2 separate regions of the Hordeum vulgare genome follow, and region 2 is linked to region 1. A link is a contact called in public Hi-C data. All regions are on one chromosome and are shown on one strand. The core of a region is the stretch at or near the end of the contact, and the rest is flanking DNA. Distances in the headings are between cores, read along the strand shown. Region 1 holds the start of LOC123402345 (E3 ubiquitin-protein ligase At1g63170-like). Region 2 holds the start of LOC123403362 (cytochrome P450 87A3-like).

The links. Hi-C and Micro-C count contacts between places; a contact is called where the count stands out from the background.
Region 2: a contact with region 1 is called in a Hi-C map of leaf, with 3 times the contacts expected there. The contact joins the promoter of LOC123403362 here to the promoter of LOC123402345 in region 1. A contact is called at or near these places in 4 of 6 Hi-C or Micro-C datasets (leaf and seedling).

What each region holds. Positions count from the first base shown.
Region 1 is chr6H:435,038,333-435,043,707 of MorexV3_pseudomolecules_assembly, reverse strand. LOC123402345 (E3 ubiquitin-protein ligase At1g63170-like) reads left to right here and starts at 2,450. Exons shown (of 5, transcript XM_045096253.1): 1 at 2,450-3,134; 2 at 4,439-4,558; 3 at 4,657-4,789. The coding sequence starts at 2,608.
Region 2 is chr6H:435,728,121-435,734,134 of MorexV3_pseudomolecules_assembly, reverse strand. It overlaps LOC123403362 (cytochrome P450 87A3-like), which reads left to right and starts at 3,100. Exons shown (of 9, transcript XM_045097301.1): 1 at 3,100-3,444; 2 at 3,598-3,922; 3 at 4,026-4,175; 4 at 4,350-4,601; 5 at 4,736-4,825; 6 at 5,199-5,277; 7 at 5,392-5,498. The coding sequence starts at 3,248.

The sequences.
Region 1 (5,375 bases), core at 1,201-3,700:
AAAATTTATACCATTTTGACATGCCAAAGTGACACTTTCTTCACAATGTGTCAATCTGGACAGAAAATGGTAGCTGAAACTGGGCTCACATAGATGATTGGATTGATCTGAAATTTGGACGAGGATGATAATTTGGGCACATAAAGGCATTGTAAAAGTTTCATAAATTTTTGATAAATAAAAATTGTACTTCCTTCACAATGCTCTCTAGTGAACTGAACATTGCGAAAAATATTGAGGAAAATTGGCTAAATTGAATGAGCTAAAATTTGGTGGAGGGAGGTTCTATGGTCAGCTTCATGTCCTAGTAAATATAAAGTAATATAAAGTAATATAAAATGTGGTTGCTTCACAAACTGAAAATATTACCACAAACAAATATAGGATGATGAGATCACATCGATTGTTATATGTGGCTCAAATTTTGTGGAGAGTTATGATCTGGGCATATAGAAGATGTGACAAAAATTCAACTCATTAGGAAAGATTTATTTCCTGAAGACATGGATAGGCAAGATTTACTTCCTAGCTAGTACTTCCTTCACAAAGCTTCTAGCTGAACACAAAATTTGAAAATTTGCTGAGAAAGATTTACTAGGCAAATGGAGATCAATTTTTTCATGAGGCAATGATTTGGATAGCAAGAGTTCCCAAAAATTCTGAGAGCAATCAAGAAAATATAAATAACACTTCCTTCCCTAGTTGAAAAAAAATCAGGAAAATGAATATTCCTGATTTTTTGAACTAAGGAAGGAAGGGTTTTGACATATTTGAGGAATATATGATCCCAAGAATTTATGAGAATTTTTGAAATGACAGAATGGTAGGTTGCTTCACAAACCAGGGCAAAAATTGACACATAGACATGGCACATGGGTAAAACTGATGATGTGGCGCCTAGTCATAACTATGACCATCTATATTGGTTGTAATTAGCTAGAAATTAGGCAGCGGATCAGGGCTATCTACTTTACGACAATTTCTCGTAAGGAAATTACGACCTTTTTCGATCAAATTGGTCGTTATGGTCTGGGGTTGGAGCCTCCCAAACAACTTACGACCAATTAGTCTCAAATGGTCGTAGATTTACGACCATTTCAACCAGGGTCACTACGAGAAGGTCACTAGTTGACATATTTTTTGTAGTGATTGGCTTCGTAAAAATGCCACTCGGCTCGTGTGCATTTTGATTAACATGCCATTTTTCATTTTTCATTTGTTTTTTTCTTTTCCATTTTCTAGCATGTGAAAGCAGCCTAGAAATGAATTTTGGGTGTGCACACCTTAAAATATGAGGTCTATTCCAATTTGTTTGGATAACCCCTGATAATCAACTAATTTTTATTTAGTAAATAATGTTTTCTAAAATTCTGGGTGTGCCATAGCACAACCGGCACGCCCCTAGGTACGCCACTGCCTGAAAGGACAAATACACCCTTGAATCTTTCAATCTTATTCGACGTGTTTGTGGTCAAGCTTGTCCTTGTCGCCAGGTTGCTTGCCGTTGTACTTCGTTGATTCTTGTCCAGCCAGCGTAACTCCCCATCTTAGCTGGACCAAGCCCGGGTGAGCTACCGCAGGTCGCCGCCGTTGCTAGCCCATGCCTATGTGCACCACTGCGGCTCGTCGCCCTAGCTTGACCATGCTTGTGTGAGCAACCACAGGTCGATGCCGATGCTCACCCTTGCTGTGTTGATGCATGCAGCTCGCCGTATGTGCTTGTCCACGTCTGCACGGGCCAGCGCAGCCTCACGGATGCCTGTGCGAGGCACCGCAGCTCGAAGCTGGTGCTCGTCCACCCCTACGCGTGCGAGCGCAACTCACCCTCCCCTTCATGCGTTAGCAACAACAGCCGGACGAGGAGACTCGTGCGTGCACAAGTTGTGAAGATGAAGAATGCAAGCAACCTGTAAGTGATTTTCTTCTCTAATCCTTGTCTTGATTTTGAATCGCAATTTGGCATTTTCATAAAAAATAGCATGCTAGTTTCAATGACTTTAGCTGAGCAACAATACCAACAAAGAATAAACATGTACGCCACCGATTAGGGTACTGAATAACCATGAAAGACTACGAATTGTAGCTTATTCAAATATATGAAATGGGTTGTGTCCTGTGATTGAAGCAAGACATTCAGACGACCAGGGATGTGGCAAGCACGATATCCTCACAGGGTAGTACACACTCATCGCTTCAAGCGCTCTGATTTGATGTCGTGTAATAAGAGTAGATATCATCAAGGATATTTGGTCCTTTCAGGTGCTAGAAAATAGAAAAAAAAGAAAGTAATGGAAAAAAGGAAAATGACATGTTAATCAAAATGCACACGAGCTACGTGGCATTTTTACAAAACCAATATTAAGAATGATAATTTTGCAAAGCTTTATATTAGAAGTGGCAAATATTCGATTTTCTTGGCGTGGAGAGATGTGGGAGGGAATTTTGGGGTCGGCCTTGTAGATGGCCTGATTGGTGCTCAAGAAAGAAAGAAAGGAATTACGCGCCGTAGTCCCTCTCGAAGGAAAACCCGAGTCTTCTCCCAATTCCGCAGGGAAGAAGGTAACAAAGACGTACACACCTCCTCCCCATTTCGCTAGGGTTCCTCCGATGGCGACTCCACGATCCTCGAGTCCTCGCAGCGACGCGCTCCTCGACTCAGCGCCGCTGCTCGGCGGCGGTGGGCGGCGTCGTGGCGCGCTGCGCCGACCGTCGCTCCGTGGGACGGCGCGGCTGCTGCGGCAGGGCGGTCGGCGGGCGATGCGGGAGCCCTCCCTGCTTGTGCGGGAGACTGCGGCGGAGCAACTAGAGGAGCGCCAGGCCGACTGGGCGTACTCCCGCCCTGTCGTGGCACTCGACCTCCTCTGGAACCTCGCCTTCATCCTCACCACCGCCGTCGTGCTGGTGCTCAGCGGCGACGAGAGCCCGTCTGTGCCGCTCCGTATTTGGATAGCCGGGTATGCCGTTCAGTGCGTCGTGCACATGGTCTGTGTTGCCATCGAGTATCGTGTGCGTCACGGCCAGCGTGGTGGGTCCTCCATGGCCGCCGACGAGGAGAGGGGCACTGATGGATCATCCTCGTCCATAGACGACGCCGGAGAGAGCGGTCCCCATGGACGCATTGGCTACTTCGCCAGGTAATTTTACGAATACCATTGCTATCCTTTAACTTAAGCACAGTTACGTTCCTCTGCCGGGTCTGCCCCCCTATATATTTTTAGGGCTTGTTCGGTTAATCCCAGCCAGGAGGGGATTGGAGGGGATTGGAGAGGATTGAAGGGGATTGAGATGGAATTTGACTTATAGTGGAGTTCATGACTAGCTGTATCCTAATGTTCCTTGCTTGACTTGTTCCTTATGTGGGTGTAATTTCGTTCTGAGCGGAACAGAATAGGGAGTACCATACCATATCGGAATATTAGTGAGGTAGAACCAACTGTTTGACTTTTAATTACGTCATAAGATTGTTAGTTATACGAAATGGGTCTCTAATATCAATTATAGTTCAGTGGCATGTAAACCCAATAAAAGTGTTGGATATCTATTCGGTGTTACTCTGTTATTTCCTGACAAACTGATCAATTGAAGTGATATCTCAGTAGCGGCAGGCTGAGTACCTTCCAAAATATCTAGAATGAATATTAGAATGGGCATAGCAAGGAGCTTACTATTGAAATTAAGTTACTTTACCCACAAAAAAAGTTACTTTAGCTGTGAAGCTAATTCAATTAGACAACTCCGGTTGTTTCTTGTGTTCCCTTCATTTTTTTCAATCATCTTTATCTTGATCTTCATCCACCTTGCTTTTGCTAATGCATGCTGAGCTATGCTGGTCTATCCAGGTATGAGACTATTACGAAACAGAAAATTTAAACGCATGCATTTTCTTGTGAATATCGGTTACTGGTGTTATTATAAGTTCCCCATACTATCCTAAATCTTGAACAATTTTACCCATATATGTGTCTTGGACGACAACTAATACATTGATTTATACTACTCCCTCCGTCCCAAAATAAGTGTCTTAAGCTTAGTACAACTTTGTACTAGAGCTAATGTAAAGTTGAGACAGTTATTTTGGGACGGAGGGAGTATGATGTAAGGCTGTATACGACTACTTTGAGAAATATGCCTGTAATTGTTCTATTCTGCATCTCTGGTTATATAAGCACCAGCCTGGTGGTTAGGCCATTCTATTTTCATTGACAATATGCATTTGTGCTTTTACCTCGAATGCTCGTATGCCAGTTTCCTTGCAATCATATTTTACCAGTGTTCACTTTTTACATTTCAATTAAGTAACTGTAGTTTAGTGTTGAATTCATTTCACACTTTTGTTCTTGTTTTGCTGCCCTTACATTAGAGTTTTGTGTATTCTTTACAATATGTTAATTTCCCACCATGTGTTATTTCCTGATTGGAGTTATATGTACTACTGCAGTGTAGCAAAACATCTGGAATCTGCTAATACAATGTTCTCCTTTATATGGTGGATAATTGGATTTTACTGGGTATCTGCTGGTGGACAAGTTCTTACCCATGATGCACCCCAGCTCTACTGGTACATATAGTTTGATAAGATATGCTTGGACCTTTTTGTATGGATTTTCATTTTATCTGTTTGACATTATGAACATATTTCCTTTCAACTTCCTGCAGGCTTTGCATCGTCTTTCTGGCGTTTGATGTTTTCTTTGTCGTCTTTTGTGTTGCTCTGGCTTGCATCATTGGTATTGCTGTTTGTTGCTGCCTCCCTTGTATCATAGCAATTTTATATGCAGTATCAGATCAGGTATGGCTTCTCAAATGTGTGTTATATAAATGCCCGTTAAGTTATAGTTTATCTGGTGCAAATGTACGCTAGTTTCACTATTTGTTCTCGTGTATTCTTATGCTGTTGGTTCTCAAAACACTAAAACTAGTCATAACTATACCAGTAACCAGCCAATGCACAATTTGTTCTAAAAGTCTACTGGTTAGACATTATTGTTAATTGTTATTGGCCATATACAAGGAACATATGGTCTAGCATTTCAACAGTGCCGTGTAATCAGACTAAATAGTGTAAGCTAAATTTATGGTCTGATTTAGCTGACCAAGTCTTACTCAGCCACTTTACAAGTTATAGATGTTGGCAGATTGTTGAAACCAGAGATGTCTTGTGGATCGGGAAACTGAAATATTAAAGTGGTTTCTGTTGTGTTTGTATATGTCTCATGAATAGTTTTTGTTATTGTTGTCCAACTGTTGCCCACTTCCATATCCTGTTGATTAATCCCAATGACAAGTGGAAGTGCAGGTGTGCCACCTGCTCAACTAAGTCTGGTTGGCATATGGGTACTACTTCCCTGATAAATGTCTTCTGAACTTATATTGAT
Region 2 (6,014 bases), core at 1,851-4,350, 690 kb before region 1:
GGCGGCCGGACCCTAGGGTAAGTCCCTAGGGCGCCACCCCTCCCTCCCCTCCTATATATAGTGGAGGGTAGAGAGGCTTTTTGCACCTCAAGCCACGACGCAGCCCTCTCTCCCTCCACTATTTCGTGACACCCCATAGGTTATTTCGGTACGGCACGACGAAGCCCTCCGGAGTAGCTCCACCATCATCGCCTTGACACCATTGTGCTACCGGAGAATTCAGCTACCTCTTCGTCCCTCTTGCTGGATCAAGAAGGCAGAGATCGTCACCGAGCTGTACGTGTGTTGAACGCAGAGGTGTCGTCTGTTCGGCGCTAGATCGGGGCGGAGTTCGTGGGACGGATCGCGAAGACGTTCAACTACATCAATCGCGTTTCTTAACGCTTCCCTCTTAGCGATCTACAAGGGTATGTGGATCCGATCTCTCCTCTCGTAGATGGTCATCATCATGGATAGATCTTATGTGTGCGTATGAAAAAATTTGTTTCCCATGCAACGTTCCTCAACACCGGACCCCTTGGTAGATATGATCGAATACATTTTTTCGCATCCGGAAGCATCCGAGGCAAAGTAGTCGTCCATCAAACATCAAATGGCCACACGGCCGGTTGCGATTGAACACTCAATCACCCATGATCGATCCCTTAAAATTGAGATCATGCCCCTCCGCACGCTCCGCGTCTGCGAGCACCGCCTACAACATCACTGTCTCATATGTGTAGTCCTCGTTGGAAGAGTCGTGGAACAACTCAACATATTGCTTGTATATGTACCATATCTGAAGCCACTGCTTCAGAGAAGAATGGGGCATAAAATTTTAGCTCGGGCAATTCACCGAACACTTGTCGAGCACGGTGAGCATCGTAGGAGAGGTGGTTTTAGGTTCCACTTTAGAAATGTCCTAAAACGGCCGGCCGCTCGAACGTGCTAGGCATCAAGCGGCGTCCTCCTTATTTTAGTTTCCCTTTAGTACTTTTGCTGATGCATCCCATTCCCGGAGCAAGGCTAGAGGTTGGAGTTTCGGTACATCGAATATCTCCAAGATTTGGGTATAGCCCCGGATGATTCCCGTGTGTAAGTTATACACGCCCACCTTGCCCTCGTGACCTCATATCTACCAAATGAAGATCTTTGTGAGATCTTGAACTAATCCATGGGTAACTGGTCAGAGGAAAGGCATCCATATGGAACAAGAATAAGGTGCGGAATGATAATAAGATTATTGCTTCAAGCTAGCGTCCAGCAAGATTATTGCTATATATTGCAGGTGTGGATGTAATCTAACAATTGCATGCGCTTAGCATCGATCTACCTATAGTTGACAAATTCTCTAGCTAGATGTCCAGATCTCTTGGCTCTTGGATTGATCTGTTGTCGTCCCCGGATTGAGTATGGTCGTTGGGAAGCAATGACTGGAGACCATCCTTCTCTCCCGACCGACCGATCGCCTCATGGCGATCTACACGAATATAACTCGTGGTCTACGCTTCTCCGGCGGCTCGAGTTAACCAACCAGCCACGCGAACAAAGATGCATTTAAGAACGGCGTCGACGGAGCTATGCAGACATGTACTCCGCTACGGGAGCAGGAGCGAGGCTTCATTTTACTAGCTAGCTAGTGCTACCTTTCACAGAGATACTACTGGAGTAGATATGTACCAATCTCCCTCAGTTAGCTGCTCGACTACACCTCTCAAGGATCGATCTTCGGTCAGCGTCAGTGGTGCCGGTGCCGGCCGTGTCACGGTTTCATACATGCCGAGTCCGGTCGTGTGCGGAGCTGATCAATTCATTAATCGTATAATCAATGGGGAGAACTGATAGGACGGTGCAATACCCCTGCACGAACGAGCACACGTGTATGTATGCATGCACGTACGCACGTAAGGAAAGCAAGGTGCATGCATGAACATCTGGAGGAAGGCGACCCTGCCAGCTCGATACGACCGTGTCGACCGACAAACATGCTGACAAAAAATGGCGGCATGCATGTACGTTACGTGGCCGTGCGTGCGTGGAACCACTTGTCACGGGCACGCACACTTAAACCTGACGTGACAATGCAAGTTCACGCGTGATCGATCGATGGATGGATGGATCGGTCGTCCCAACGACAGGTCGTATGACGTTCATGGAAGATTCATGTCGATCTGCTGTGCGTATGGCATCCTAGCTACTGTGTGCTGAATTCAGGGCCAGCACAAGCAGATTTATATGCATAAGATAGTCCGGAACGAAAGAACATGTACCTCTCTGCACTTTGCCGGTACGTACGTACCACTTGTGATTGCGACGTCTTACTAGATCGATGCATGCTCTGATGCTCACAGCAACAGGCCAAAAGCGGCCGATAATAAAAACAAGTGTTGACTCGCTGTCGATGGGCATTTGACAATCTTTTGTGTGCCGGTGGATATTCTACCATTTTCTTCTACTGTTCTACCATGCCCCGCCAGGTTTTCGTAGTTTCTTATCCACAGAGTTTACATGGGGCAGCCTAGTCTTGACAGTTCATAACTATTGTTTCTTCCAAATACAAACAGACATTTGCATTCCTACCGAACCGTTTGATTCTGTCGAACTAATTGACATCTGTATTTTGAACCTATATGTACGTAGTACTGTCCAACAGAAAGGCAAAATGGAAGGACACACAGCCACACACGGACCATTCGAAACCCAAGCGCATAGCTTGGCGTCTCGCCTAATAATCACCTAACAGATGCCAAAAGAACAACTCGTGGTCCGGAGAACAGCCGGCAAATACATTGCTAGCTGTACATGCTTTTATCCTGAATCATGCACGCACTCGGACTCGGACATGGCCAGCCTTAAAGATGTAACCACTCTAAAAAGTTCAGAACACAACAGCTTGACCCCTGTGGCGGGTAGCACAGTCGTCGGAACATAACACCACAGCACACGAGAGCAGATCCTGCGCAAGCTTGCAAGAATTTCTTCCCCGTCAAAAAGATAAACACTCTCTGCAGCAATAATTCTCCTCCTCCCAATTGTTTAAGTTCCTGCCTGGCGGCCTCCCGCGGCATTTCCGACGAAACCACTATATAAGGCGAGGCAAATCTCCCAACATAGCTCCCCGTACTTGTTGCAGCTAGCCATATCTTGCGCTAGCTTCTCCTCTCTCTCTCTCTCTCTCTCGAGCACCGCCATTGCTCTTGACCTAATCTAATATATAGGGTCGGCCGATACAGCAGTACTAGTCTTTAGTTGCAGCTTGGGGTCCTCCATGGAAACACTATGGGTTTTTGCCTTGGCCATGGCGGTAGCTTCTATCCTGTGGGCGTACAGATGGAGCCACCCCAAGGCGAACGGCCGGCTGCCTCCGGGCTCCCTCGGGCTCCCTCTCCTCGGCGAGACCATGCAGTTCTTCGCCCCTAATCCTACCTGCGACGTCTCCCCCTTTGTCAAGGATAGGGTGAACAGGTAGGGTAGCTAGCTAACCACATGTAGTACCACCGTTATGCACCACGGTGCCAGCATCCAAACCCAATCAGTTCATGATCACATTGGACTATTGGAGTAAGTACGCATGAGACTGAGCTTGCTCTCTGACATTGATTGAATGCGTGTGCATAGGTACGGTACCATCTTCAAGACCAGCGTCGTCGGCCGGGCGGTGGTGGTGTCGGCAGACCCGGACCTTAACCACTACATCTTCCAGCAGGAAGGAAAGCTGTTCGAGAGCTGGTACCCGGCCACGTTCACCGAGATTTTTGGCCGTGACAACGTCGGCTCCCTGCACGGGTTCATGTACAAGTACCTCAAGACCCTCGTGCTCCGCCTGTACGGCCAGGAGAACCTCCGGGCTGTGCTCCTCGCCGACACCGACACTGCCTGCCGCGCCACCCTTGCCTCCTGGGCTGGCCAGCCGAGCGTCGAGCTCAAGGACGGTCTCTCCACAGTAAGGCCATGTTCAGTACATGAACTACCTGGTACTACGTTTAACATCATCAGGTTAGAGAGATCATTGCTGATGTGCATCTCCTGTTTGTTCCTTGTCCTAGATGATCTTTGACATTACCGCGAAGAAGCTGATCGGTTACGAGCCAACCAAGTCGTCCAAGAGCCTGAGGAAGAACTTCGTGGCCTTCATCAGGGGGCTTATCTCGTTCCCGGTGAACATCCCCGGCACAGCGTATCATGAGTGCATGAAGGTACGCACAAAGCCACAAAGGCTTCTTGACAAGCGTACGTAGTGCACAAAACTGCACATGCCTGTCAAGTCAACATACGACCAGTCAAATGGCTGCTCTCGCGGAACCCACTCCGTTAAGCTTCTCTGATCTGCCCGGAACGCTTGACGGAGCTGCAATTGCATGTCTGTGCAGGGGAGAAGGAACGCCATGAAGGTGCTCAAGAGGATGATGAGGGAGAGGATGGCGGACCAGGGGAGGCAGCGCCAGGACTTCCTCGACGTGATGATCGAGGAGCTGAGGAGGGAGAAGCCCGTGCTTACCGAGACGGTGGCGCTGGACCTCATGTTCGTGCTCCTCTTCGCGAGCTTCGAGACGACTGCCTTGGCCCTCACGCTAGGCATCAGGCTCATTACCGAGAACCCGAGGGTGCTCGACGCGCTAACGGTTAGTGGTCATGTATAAACTGCATGTGACTTTACGTCTATCGATCTCGAATCGATGTTTGTGTGCAGCGGCAAGGCAACCAGGCTTAAGCTGCTTGTGTGCAAAATAACAATTGACGATCTTTGTGTGGTCAGGAGGAGCACGAGGCGATCGTTAGGGACAGGAAGGACCCGGATGCCGGCCTCACGTGGGCAGAGTACAAGTCCATGACCTTCACCTCTCAGGTGAGCCTAACCGGGACTACGTACCTAGCTAAGCTATGATGCAAATTGCACGATTAATTAAGAAATGATTTACTCGACGTAACAATGGCTAACGAATGGCTGTTAGGGCTGCACTGTGATAGTGGCAAGGTTTTGAGGAACCTTGACAGACCAGATGCGATTATGCAAGTGGCATGCTTTGTGCTCCCTACCTGAGTGACCAAATGCATAGTCCACGAGAGAGAAGATATATATATGTTAGTACTAGTTATCATCTTGATAACAAAAGTAAAAGAAACGAGATCGAGGAAGAAATTATCGACACTTGACTTAGAGCCTCTGAAGGACTGATGAAACTGACACTCCCACCTCTGTGCATCCTTTGGTCATGAAGGTCACGTTGGAGATAGCAAGGATAGCCAACATCGTGCCCGGGATTTTTCGGAAGGCCTTGCAAGACATTGAATTCAAAGGTACATTGAGTGAGTGGTGGATGCCATGCCATGTTTGAATAAAGACACTTCTTGGTTCATGGCGTGAGTTTAAGAAATCTAATGTTTTTTTGCATTCTCCTCCTTTGGATGCAGGCTACACTATTCCAGCAGGGTGGGCAGTCATGGTGTGCCCTCCAGCAGTGCATTTAAATCCCGAAATCTATGAGGACCCATTGGCTTTTAATCCATGGAGGTGGCAGGTTTGTGCTCGTTCATCTGTATTTATGCAAACTGAAACCAGCTCATTTCATTTTGGAAGCGAACTGAACGTTAGGGTTGCGGTGCGCAAGCTGAATCTAGTTGCCGGCATGGCCCATCATCGACGGAGTGTCACCGTGGGTGGTAGCTTCAGGGTTTTGTTTGCTTAAACTTCCAATGTTCCCAGTTGCCGGCATGGTCCATGCAAGTGACTACCCTAAGTTTGACCACTAATCAAAATAAGTTTGCTTAAACTTCCAATGTTCCCAGTTCCCAGTTCCCAGTATCATTTTTTCTATTAAGGCCCTGTTTGGTTCCAAATAAGTCACCAACTTATAAGTTAAAAAGTGCAAAAAGTGACTTATTTTGTCAAACAGACCCAACTTATAAGTCACCCCAACTTATAAGTCATAAGTTGCTCCACCCTAACTTAAAACTTATAAGTCACCCACTTTTACATGGAAATGTGACTTATAAGTCAGATGACAACCAAACAGGCATGACTTATAAATCACTGG